Regions from separate parts of the Mus musculus genome. Here region 2 is linked to region 1. The links are chromatin contacts, called in public Hi-C maps. All regions are on one chromosome and are shown on one strand. Each heading gives the region's core, a stretch centred on a gene start, on an enhancer-like site or on the middle of the called end of the contact. The rest is flanking DNA. Distances are from core to core; before and after follow the strand shown. Region 1 holds the start of 5930438M14Rik (RIKEN cDNA 5930438M14 gene). Region 2 overlaps Gm36427 (a long non-coding RNA gene).

Region 1 (5,432 bases), core at 808-3,307:
GGGTGTTCATGGACTCGCCTGTCTGAGGCTATGATGCCTTCATGTGGCTTCCAAATGCTAATGCTCTATCGGTCACCATCCATCCAAGCTCTCCAGAATAGGGAAGGAACACGCAGAGGCAAGCAGGATGGACCTCAGCTTAGTGTCCACCCTATGGACCCAGTTCTGAGTGGCCAGAAGTCTGATACATGTCGTACGTAACAATAGAAGAAGCTTGACAGAATGTCTAACTGTGTACACAGGAACAGAGAAATTTGGATCAAAGCCAGCAACTCCTATGGCACATTTATTAATAAAACTTCTGAAAGGCTGAATGCATGTCTGCTCTGTCCTCATATTTCCTACCTTTGCACGCAGCTGTCAGGACTCAAAGATATTTCCAGATTAAATAAATGAGCCTGATCTGTGTTTTGAGACAGGTTCTCATGTACACTAGCTGGCCTTGAACTCATGGTCTTCCTGTGTCTGTTTCCTAGGTGCTGAGATTACAGGTGTGAGCCACTGTGGCGGGCTGATCTCTATCTAGTTCTGCTGTTTGGAACTAATGAAGATATAGTCTTTTGTTAAAAGATAAGCAGGGCCGCTTTTCAGGGCAGAGAAAAGTGAAATAAGAACAGGATTTTGCGGAGCGAAAGAGATTCTTAGAGAGAGGCAGGGTGCACAGCGTGGGCTAGGATTAGGATGAAAAGAACACAAACTTTCCAGACAATAAGAAGGGTCCCATCAGATGTAGCATCTACATCCCAGTGTGATTTTCTCCAAATACAGAAAGCTGATTTTTCCACCACCTGTATGTGTTTGGATCACAGAGTTTTGGTGATCTGTATTGTCCCACCGTGCCTCTGTCTATGGAAGTGTGTGGTTACCGTTGAGGAAGAAGCTCACCGTTGAGGGCTTTCTCTGAGAAGTAGGGTAGCCTCTGCAGTCTAGGCAATGCCACATGCTCCCAGACACTCCCAGAGAGAAGTGTAGGGAGGACAGTTGGCCTTGCTGGTGGACAGTAGGATTAAGGTTTTCAGTGACACAGCAAGTGTTTACTTTCTACACAGTAGGTGATTCTGGGTATCTCCGGTCTCTTTGCATCCTCTTCCCAGGTTGGATTGAAAGGTACATATTGGGTTTGTTTTATTTCTGCCAGCATCTTAAGCATCAAAGCAGTTGGGCAAAAACAAAGTAAAACAAAAACAAAACAACAACAACAACACACACACACACACTAAATAAATAAAAAGCAGAAGACACTGCCAGAATTCCCATCAGAATATCCATTTCATCCTAAGCATTGGTTTTGCTGTAATGTCAGAAGTCAGTAGTATTAGTATCTGGTCTCAGCCTGTTTGGACCACCCTGGACATCCACCTTAATCTGCAGACAGTGAGCAAGAGAGCTAGTTTTACACCATGCATCTCATTCCCACATTATACATCTGTTCTCAGAGATGACATGAGGATGTTGGTCTTGTCTTCCTCGTCCCTGTAGCAGGGTGGCAGGTGCTGCTGCTCCTGTGGTTGGTAAGGCTAATTGCCTTGCTCTGGATCTGGGGGGTGGGGGGCACATTGGCTCTATTCCACATTGGCTTTGTTTGAGAGTGCATTAAAGATTTTCAGTTATCCTGAAGACTTTTCAGCAGGACTGGGTACAGCCTACAGGGATATACAGGTCATCAGAAGAGGCAAACATGATACCTAATATCCTCTTCAGCATGTCTGTCAGCCAAAATCCGGGGCAGAGGTGCATTTCCCAGGGTTTATGAATCTACTAACTTTGTCAAAAAGAGAATGGTCAGGCCAGCTAATTCTGCTGTTGATAGAAATTATAGTCATCTAATATTTTACAACTTCCATGAAAATCAGCTTAATGTGTGAAGGCTCCTTGCTCTTTTCAGTAGGTTTTTAAATGCTATAGCAATTACTTTGGCTGCAGTAAAAACTTGAAACTATTCAGAGTATACGTAGTTTCCTTTCACTATCCCGAGTGGCATACATAGTTATTACGATTTAAAGAGTTTTGGCCGTCAGAACATAAAATTCTAAGAGCTTGAGTGAAGAAGTGGGGATGAAGGGACAAAGGAAGAAAGGCGAAGGGAAGAGGAAAGGATTTTTGAAAATGGCTTTTAGCTGTTTAATGACATTTTATAGTCTACTGTCGATCTGAAAGCCCCTTCAGAGGGCTCTGTGGGTCGCTCCATCAATCCCCACTTTTCCCATCAGAGTTGATAAAGACGAATGGCAACAGACATGAAATATGGGAGAAGAGATGCTAAAGATGCGAACAGTTGATTGCTGAAATCCTGCCAGGTAGTTTTCATATCCCAGAGTCCCAACACCTGTGGGGATGCTTGGACTGTGCACATGGCCTCATTGTGGACCAAGCAAATGAATGAAATGTAACTTCTTGCTTTGTAATCCAAGGGTGGCGTGTGTGTGTGTGTGTGTGTGTGTAGCCTAGGGTGGAGTGTGACAAAGTACTACTGAAGATAGAAAGAAACAAGGCTTTTGGACCAGGACAAATGTTAGCTTTACTTTCGTTCCCATTAATCCTGGGTTTGTTTGCTTTGATGGCACTGCCATTTAAGTATCACAGAGAGTAATTGAGAGCATAAATATTCATTATTAAAAAGTCTGAAAAGTGCACAGGTGGGTGGAGAAGAGGACTTTCATAGCCTCTTTGAGAGCCTCCTCCCTCACGTATTCCCTGCCCAGTGAATCTCATTAGTTGGTGTATAAGAGAGGAATTGTAATTCTGTCATGGTTGAATGTATTCTATTTCCTTCTGGTATTTAGAGACCCTCCCCCACCACAATTCCATAATTATGCCTTTGTGACAAGAAAGGTATAGGGATTCTCTGGGGCTTGGGAGTATCTTTGCTCGATCCTAAAAGTGTCTTTCTATTCCCTCTGTGCAGTGGTTTCTTCTTATCCTGCCTAGGATGGAAAGGTACAAAATGGGCTTCTAATTTCATGGTTGAAGTGACAAGAGATAATATCGGTGCAGTTCCTGGCAAACATTTTTTTTCTAATACAAATCTAGAATTTGTCTGTGTGGCCACAGCATGGTCAGGAAGATAAGCAGGTGTATGTGTGCATGTGTAGCTTCAATTTGTGTGTTCTTTTCTGAAGCAGCCTAAGATTTTGGCAGAATGATGTTCTCTATTTGCTGGGTGCAAGTACAGGTGGTTCTTCTGAGCATTTTGTAGCATCCCTTGAGATGTGATCATGGTAAGTGCAGAGTATTGGTCCCAGATGAAAAACAGGGTGTCAGTCCCCCTTAATTTCAGTTATTTCCAAATGTTAGCTCCTGCACAGCCTCTGCACATTGTTCTCCGGTGCTCACAGCAGAGCGATCTACAAGTAGCCAAGAAAGGAGAGGGTTAAGGAAAAGAAATGGGGTCCAACATGAACATCTTTTCCCCTTTTCAGCTTTTTAGAAGATAAATGTTTCAGATTTCAATCTGTGGTTCCCAGCAGTTCTTTGGGAACACTGCAGTCGGCCCACAAAAATCGCTACTGCTGAGCCAACCATAGATAATGCGTCTCAGCAGGGATGACATAATGTGCTAAAAGAAGACTATGATGTAATGCCCATCTCGGAGATCAGAGCCAATTTCCGTTACAAAGCCTTGGAGTCTAGCAGGAGGTAATGAGCTAGCATAAATTGTGTAGCACGGATAAATTCTAGGTCTCATGTGCCTATCTGCATTTTTTAAAGGCAAAAGAAGAAAATAAAATAGAATTCCTAGATCAGAAGTATGTTTTCAGCAAGAGTCTTTGCCCACTCTCAATCCAGACAGCACACTGCTCAAGGCTGGCCCATCACCTTGGCCCACATGGGAATTCAGTGTCTGGGTCTATAACCTGCAGTAAGGTGGTGATGTCATCCCTAATGTTCAGTTTGTGTCTGCAGAGACCGTTTGGGAAGAGGGCGTGGCGTTTGAAGGAGATTGTGCCTTTCCTGGAATGTTGGAGTAACTAGGTTGGAAATGCCCCAAAGGGACTAGAGGTGAGGAACACGGAGAAAAGGCAGGATCACCTTGAAAAGCTCATTAGGGCAACCTTACTCTGCTGGTGGAAGTCTGTGCACCAGGGCCAGGGCTCCCAGATAGGCAGTCTCCTGCTGCCTCCCTTGATTAATTATGCATTCTGACCTCCTAGGGTGCAGCCTGCCTGGCAACAGGCACCCGGAGTCCACCTCTTGGTTGTCTTTCAATAGAAACCTTGAGGACGGCCATAATTCATCTAATCGATGAAAGTCTCTGAGACGCGCAGTGGGGCGCGCCGTGCTCGCTCTCATGCCGCCTGCACATCTCTCCTGCTCTTCTTTTCCTTCATTTAATTTTTAATTGCTCGGAGTGTTTACAGGAGGAGCCCATTTCCGTTTGTTTGTTTGTTTGTTTTCTTTCATGATTTCTGTGCTAATCTTCACCTGGGCTTAATACCAGCTGCTCCCTCTGCGTCAGCCGTTCTCAACCTTCCTAATGCCTCGATGCTTTAATACTGTTCTTCACGTTCCACAGATGCCGTGACCATAACGCCACTTTCATTGCTGCTCCATTACTGTACCTTTGCTACTGTTATCCATGTGGTCTTAGGTGACCCTTGTGAAAACGTTGAGAACCATTGAATGAAAAGGGAGTGGTTTGGTTCACTGTTTGATGCAGCTCAGGATCAGAGCTTACAATTCTGGGTTGTGACAGTGTTGGCAGTTGACCCGGGCTTGGTCAAGGGAACGCTGTACCTTTAAGCAGGAAATAAACATTGGGCACAGATGAAAACGTTCTGGTGTAAGAAAATGAGGAAAATGAAACAGAAACATGACGTGTTGGCCATGTTGAAGAACTGCTCTTGGGAACACGTAAGCTGCAGTGGATATTGCTTTTTAGACTTTTCTGTGAAGTTCCAGCAAGTATTTTTATTTTTTCTTGCTAAAAGGATAGTTATCCTCACATCCACCGGAGGTCAATTTCAGATTTCCCTCGTTATTCAAATACTATCCATGGTAATAGCTTTTTATCGAGATTTTTCTAGTGGACAGTCACTCTAAAATATTTTCATGGAACATCTCCTTTAATCCTTACCAGAAACGTCTGAGGCAGTTGGTCATCTCCATTTTAGAGCAGAGCTTGTGGGTTTGAGTCACTAGCTAGGATTCCAGAGCTAAGAAGCTGACCATTGGGCACCACTTCCCTCCCTTACATCTCTGAACCCACCAGATTGGGGTGGAGAAGGTCTCTGTGTTTAAGGACAATGGGTTCTTTGTGTTAGCCTAAAACAAAGGCTTTGCATTTGTATCACTGGCCCCAGAGCTTGCAGTACAGCTGGTGCTCAGTAAGTGCTGGCTGCCTCTTATATTGAAAGGGAGAGAAAGGAAGAGGGAAGCACTCATCATGAGTGGGAGCCCAGCTGCTTCGAGTTTATCAGGAAAGACCACTTGAG
Region 2 (5,432 bases), core at 1,410-3,909, 55 kb after region 1:
TCCTGTAATTCATCCCTGTGACTATGTCTTGATAGATTTTGAGCACAGCACTTACTGTCGCGGTGAGTCCTCTTTGTCTTGACTCTGTTTTATGCATGGCAACTTGTGCATGTCAGCACTGATCTACACCCTGTCTCTGACTTCATGGTCTTTATTCAAATCCATTCTGCTCAGAAAACCAAGTAGCTGTGTTCACAAGTTCCATCTGTTGAGAGTTTTGCTGTGACTAGGTTTGATGGAGATGACTGACCCAAAGGAAAGGGCCCATATTCTCATGTTTTGTCTCACGACTGGCACAGGAATGCTGAGGGGAGAGGGTGCCCAGATAGGCCTGTAGGGCTTGAGGGTGATAGGGAAGGGCAAGAATAGCCTTGTAACCTAAAAAGTAAGCCAGGCCAGGGTTGAGGATAATTGTCCCTGGCAGACTAGATTTGCCTGCTATCCTTTACTCCAACTGCTGAATTAAACATTTAGAGAAAAATGACAAATGCAGAGTTCAGGTTCTTTAAGCCTAGGGACCATTGCTGTTTGTGCTAATTAATCAATCCCTGTGGTGGGGTTGCTTTAATGTTCACTATTACTTAGTAGCCTCCCTAGCCAGCCCCCAGGAGATGCCAGTAGCACCGTGCTACGCCTATATGTAGATTAGGAGACAGAAGTCACCCTTACTTGAGAACCACTGGGCAAAGTAAATGAGAATAAAAATTTGCCTTTGGCTTATCAGTGGCATTATTAATGGGTTGTTGTTTGACAGTATTTACTGAGGCTCTGTTGCATACCAGGAACTAACATTTTCACTCAACTATTGCTCAGAAGTGTTTGTCTGTCCTATTAGGGACAAAGTCTGGCGTATGGATTCACGAACAGGCAAATTTCTGCCCCATGGGGCTTTTGTTCTAGTGGAAAGACAAGTGTGCTAAGAAGAATCATACAAACCTAAAATTGCAAGTGCGGTAAATGGAGGTGTGTTAGTTATGTTTCTGTGAAAAAGGTGAGGCAGTAAACAGATGGACAAGGGTCTATTTTGGCTCCCAAGGTGGGTATTTTAGTCAAGGTCATTTTGCTCCTTTGCCTTTGTGCCTGTGCTGGGCATGCCCAGGAGGGCATGCAATGGAACCAAGTCATTTGCTTTATGCCAGGGAACAAAAAGAAAGATCACAAGGAGTTGGGATTCTACTGTGTGCTGGGAAAACACACACCCCCAGCAATCTAAGACATCCTCCTATTCGGCCATAGACATTAAAGATGTAGCACCTTCTAATGGCACTGAGCTGGGGACCAAGCGTTTTAGATCCCAAATACTTTACTGCAAGAGACCTTTAGGACCTATGCTTGGAGAGCAATTTCCCAAGGTTTTCCCACAATATGGGCTCTGTTTTGAGAGCATCTCATGCATTCACTCATGGGCTAGTGTAACAACCCCATGATATAGATATTAGTCACAGCTGCTTCATAGAAAAGGAATCTCAGCGGACAAAAGTGATGTGAATGATAAGTGGTAGAGTTTGGATTTTGAACCTAGATGGTTGTCATCCAAACCCAAATTTTAGTTACTACCTAAGGTGAGGTGAAGAGAAATCTGAATGATGAGGAGATTCCAACTGGTTGAAGCAGAGGAGTGAAATTTTGTTCCAAGACAGTGGGAAGAAGCAAATGGATAAACTTGGAGCAAAAAGGTGGACATCTGCTGGAAAGTCGCCATGGCTGGAGGTAGTGTTTGGATGGAGGGTACAAAAGAAGATGGGTAGCAGCCATGCTATCCTGAGACAAAGGTGGTGGGGTTGGAGGTTTCAGATACAACTAGGTCACTAAGCGCATGTTCCCTTCATGACATCTGGTGATCTCGGCTTGAGGACAGGAAATCTCATCTATTGTGGTTTGTACTGTGTGTGCAGACACAGAGACGACTCCATGCCTCACAACAGCAAGTCATTCCTTAACTTCAGAATGCTCTGTTCTCTGTTTATTGTCTCTCACGCCAAACCCAACTCACCCTTGCATCGTGCCCACCTCTCAACTCTGCAGTTCTGCTCTGGGACACTGTGCTTGTGGCCACTGATAGGAGTCACCCTAATTAAAGTAGCTGGCAGATAGGTGTCCTATATGTCTGGTCCCCTGTAAAGGTATCCACTCCCCAGCTGTCTCTGTGGTGGAGCTAGGGCTGTGTGCTTGGCCTTTGTCTATTCTCTTGGAGATAGTGTATTCACCCTCTAGGTAAACTTCATACTAATGTCATTTGAATGTTAATGTGCAGTTGGACAATGTCTCGTGCACTATGCCCCCATTCTCTGGGGATTAGGTTGAGCAGGGCTTCTTGCTAGGTTTAATCACACGTTTCGTTGCTGCAGAGACTTGCCACGGTGTTGGCTGTGTCCCTTTATACCATCCAAAATGCTCCGCAGCACTAACCAAATTGAAATGAGCCCCTTCATCTTACACACATACAGATAATTAAACTTCAAACACTGTTTATCTTGGTCCCCAAATCCTCAGAATGCAGAAGCAAATTAATTTTAAATCTATATCTGCTTTAAATAGTAATTGTTTAATCAACAGGCTTGATGTATAATTATATTCTTTGTTCATGCTCCTTGCAGGCTTGAATAGACCACATAATTCCTGGGTTGCTTTCATTTCTGTAATTAAATCACGTGACAGATACTTGCTATATTACAGTTGACTACAGTTGCTTCTCTCCTACCCCCTTTTAGCTTAGAGACGGTTTCTCGGGAACACTTGGATCACAAGCGCTCAGCTTACCGAGGCCCTCCCAGTATTCAGCTTTAATCCTTCCTCTTCGATCAACTAATAATTTACTTAGGAGCAATCGATTTTACCGGTGCTTTATCCTTTCAAAGTTGAGGCTTCTTGCCCTTCCTTTGAACTCATTCCTCGAACCTCCCTTGACGGCATAGAAATTACCTACATAAACCCACAGAAGTCATAGTATCCAGATAGATGTTATATTTAAGGCCCAAACTGCACAAAAAATAACATTCTGGGATTTTTATTTTATCTTTTTAACCATCTGGGACTTCAGGAAGAAAAAAGGAAGCAACTTTCATTATTAGAAGGGGTGACTTTGGCTCCAAGAATTTATTTTACTCGCCTGGATTCATCCCATAAAAACGAGAACTGGACACTAGATAATTAGGTCAATGCTGGAATCTATTCTCTAATTGGAATTTGTTTGTCCCACACAATATGCCTGATTTTCTTTGGGTCTGTGCTGGAAATGTGATTGCTTAAGCCAATCTGGCTCTCATTTCCTCTGTCCATCACAGCCTCCAGCTCATTATCCCTCTGATTTGCTTTCCTCGAGTTCTTACAGTTTTTAATAGTTTTCTTATCTAGGCATGCAAAAGTGGTAAAGCATTGTTGATCTTGGAACAATCAATACTGTAAACATTGGCAGGAGTGATTGGAGGTCGGGGGGAGAGAAAGAGGAGAGAGAGAGATAGAGAAAGAGAGGGAGAGAGACAGAGAGAGAGAGAGAGAGAGAGAGAGAGAGAGAGAGAGAGAGAGAGAGAGAGAACATCATCTCAAATAGCAGCACTGCAGAGGAAGGACACTTAATGCTCATAGCAATCAGATGGTTTCTTCCTTCACCCTTCAGGACTACATCCAAGCTGGTACTTAAGTTGCACTCAGTTCTGAGCCAGTCAGTCCTGGGTCTCCTTCACTTTTTTTCATCTATTATTCCCTTTCCCACCCCAGGATTATCTGTGGTTCCAACGAGTTCCTCTTACCTCTCCAACTCTGTGCTTCCTGGGCACTGTCTGGACTTTCTGCTTTGAGCTAGCTGTGTACAATTATGATTTTCAACATCATTTCCTATCCCTATTCTGTGATTGCCAGATTTTTATTCCCTCATTCTTTTGGATATTTGTGGAGTACATTTCAAATTGTACCCGGGGAATTACTTTCTGCATTTTTTCATTTGCCTTTCTACATCATCCTTGCAAATGCTGAATTAAATGCATGCTATAGTCACAAATGAGTAATTGCCCTGTATTAGCAGATCTATGATATATTTTGCTGGAGAACTCTGCACTGAATTTTTTTTTCCTTCTCTTTACCGGGAGATTAATCATGATGTAGCTTGAGTTTATATGTTTTTTAAAGTATGGAATCATACATGATTATACAAATGATCATGCATATGCTTTGATTAGATGTTGTGTCAGCTAGCGGTTAGTGTGGAAATATAAAACAATTCAGTCTTACAACAGATGTCCTGTTCCAGAGAACTGGTTGTGCCTTTAGACTTATAATTGAGACACTGAAGAGGGGGTGAGAAGCGTCTCAGAGTTTAGCAATGGCTGACAGTTGCTTCAGTCTTGGGACAGGCATACCACATGTGGAGATCATGATGATGGTGCTACAGCTAGGGCACCAGGGAGAGCAGGGCTGGGAGAGCTCAGAGGAGCTGGTTGTTTCTGAGATTGGGGATCTGCAGAAGTAGTGCTACAGGATGCCACTGGGGCAAAGAGAGAAAGGATGGACAACTTAGCCGCTCCCTTCATCCCACCTCGGTCAAGCTTTCTAGCTTCCCATAGCCTAATTATACATGGAGTTACTTGTATGCAAGAGATCCTGTCCCCCAGTACACAGAGTGGACAGCGGGAGTGTAGAGAGGAGGACTGAGAGCTAAGAGATTGATGGTGCACACTGTGGTCAGCACTACTGAGAAAAGTACTGAGGCCAGCTCTACCTAGCACAGGCCAGTCGCGCCACACAAGCCCTTTCTCTGTGATCTTGCCAATTCACCATAGGTCATTGTCGACCTCCATGGTCCATTCTGAACAGAAGTGACAGAATGGTCTTCTGTCTTCTCTTCCTCATAATGACCCCTAATAATTCTTACCAACTAGGTCTGACTCTCCAGGATTTTCCTCATTCGCATTTCCTTGACAGCCCAGATTCAATCATTTCCTAGCATACCTCTTAAAAAAAATTGATGCTTTTTTTCCTGAATATTTATTCTTTAAAATTTTTATGTGTTTGGCGTGTGTGCATGTGTGTGTGTGTGTGTGTGTGTGTATGTGTGTGTGTGTGTGTGTGTGTGTGTATGCATGCGTGTGTGTACCACATACTTGCCTGGTGCCTTCTAAGGCCAAAGAGGGTGTTGAGTATCCCGTAACTGAAGTTATGGACAGTTGAAAGCTGCTGTGCTTACTTGGAATTGAACTCCAGGCCTCTGGAAGAACAGCTAGTGCTTTTAACTGCTGAACCAACTCTCCAGTTGGCACAACTTTAGAGCAGTGGTTCTCATCCTTCCTAATGCTGTGAGCCCTTAATCCAGTTCCTCATGTTGTGGTGACCCCAAACCGTAAAATTATCTTGTTGCTACGCTATAACTGTAATTTTGCTATTGTTATGAACCATAATGTAACTATCTGATATGCTGGATATCTGATATGTGATTGCTG

Evidence for each region. A called contact is a pair of places that touch in the nucleus more often than the background predicts.
Region 2: a contact with region 1 is called in a Hi-C map of cortical neurons, with 2.0 times the contacts expected there. The contact joins the enhancer-like site here to the promoter of 5930438M14Rik in region 1. A contact is called at or near these places in 4 of 484 Hi-C or Micro-C datasets (cortical neurons, liver and nephron progenitors) and 2 of 115 datasets of contacts at active chromatin or transcription factors (both in embryonic stem cells).

Annotation. Positions count from the first base shown.
Region 1 is chr13:101,230,070-101,235,501 of GRCm38.p6, forward strand. 5930438M14Rik (RIKEN cDNA 5930438M14 gene) reads left to right here and starts at 2,058. Exons shown (of 4, transcript NR_046158.1): 1 at 2,058-2,297. The region is part of intron 2 of Gm36427 (a long non-coding RNA gene); the gene reads right to left.
Region 2 is chr13:101,284,067-101,289,498 of GRCm38.p6, forward strand. All of the region lies in intron 2 of Gm36427 (a long non-coding RNA gene), which reads right to left. All of the region lies in intron 5 of 4933416M06Rik (RIKEN cDNA 4933416M06 gene), which reads left to right. Among named protein-coding and RNA genes, the nearest start is that of Gm36427, 19 kb to the right of the region's middle. Within about 2 kb of position 2,660, at least 10 of the 459 cell types and tissues checked have an H3K27ac peak or open chromatin away from gene starts, as enhancers often do. A contact at or near this core is called in cortical neurons, where this site is marked.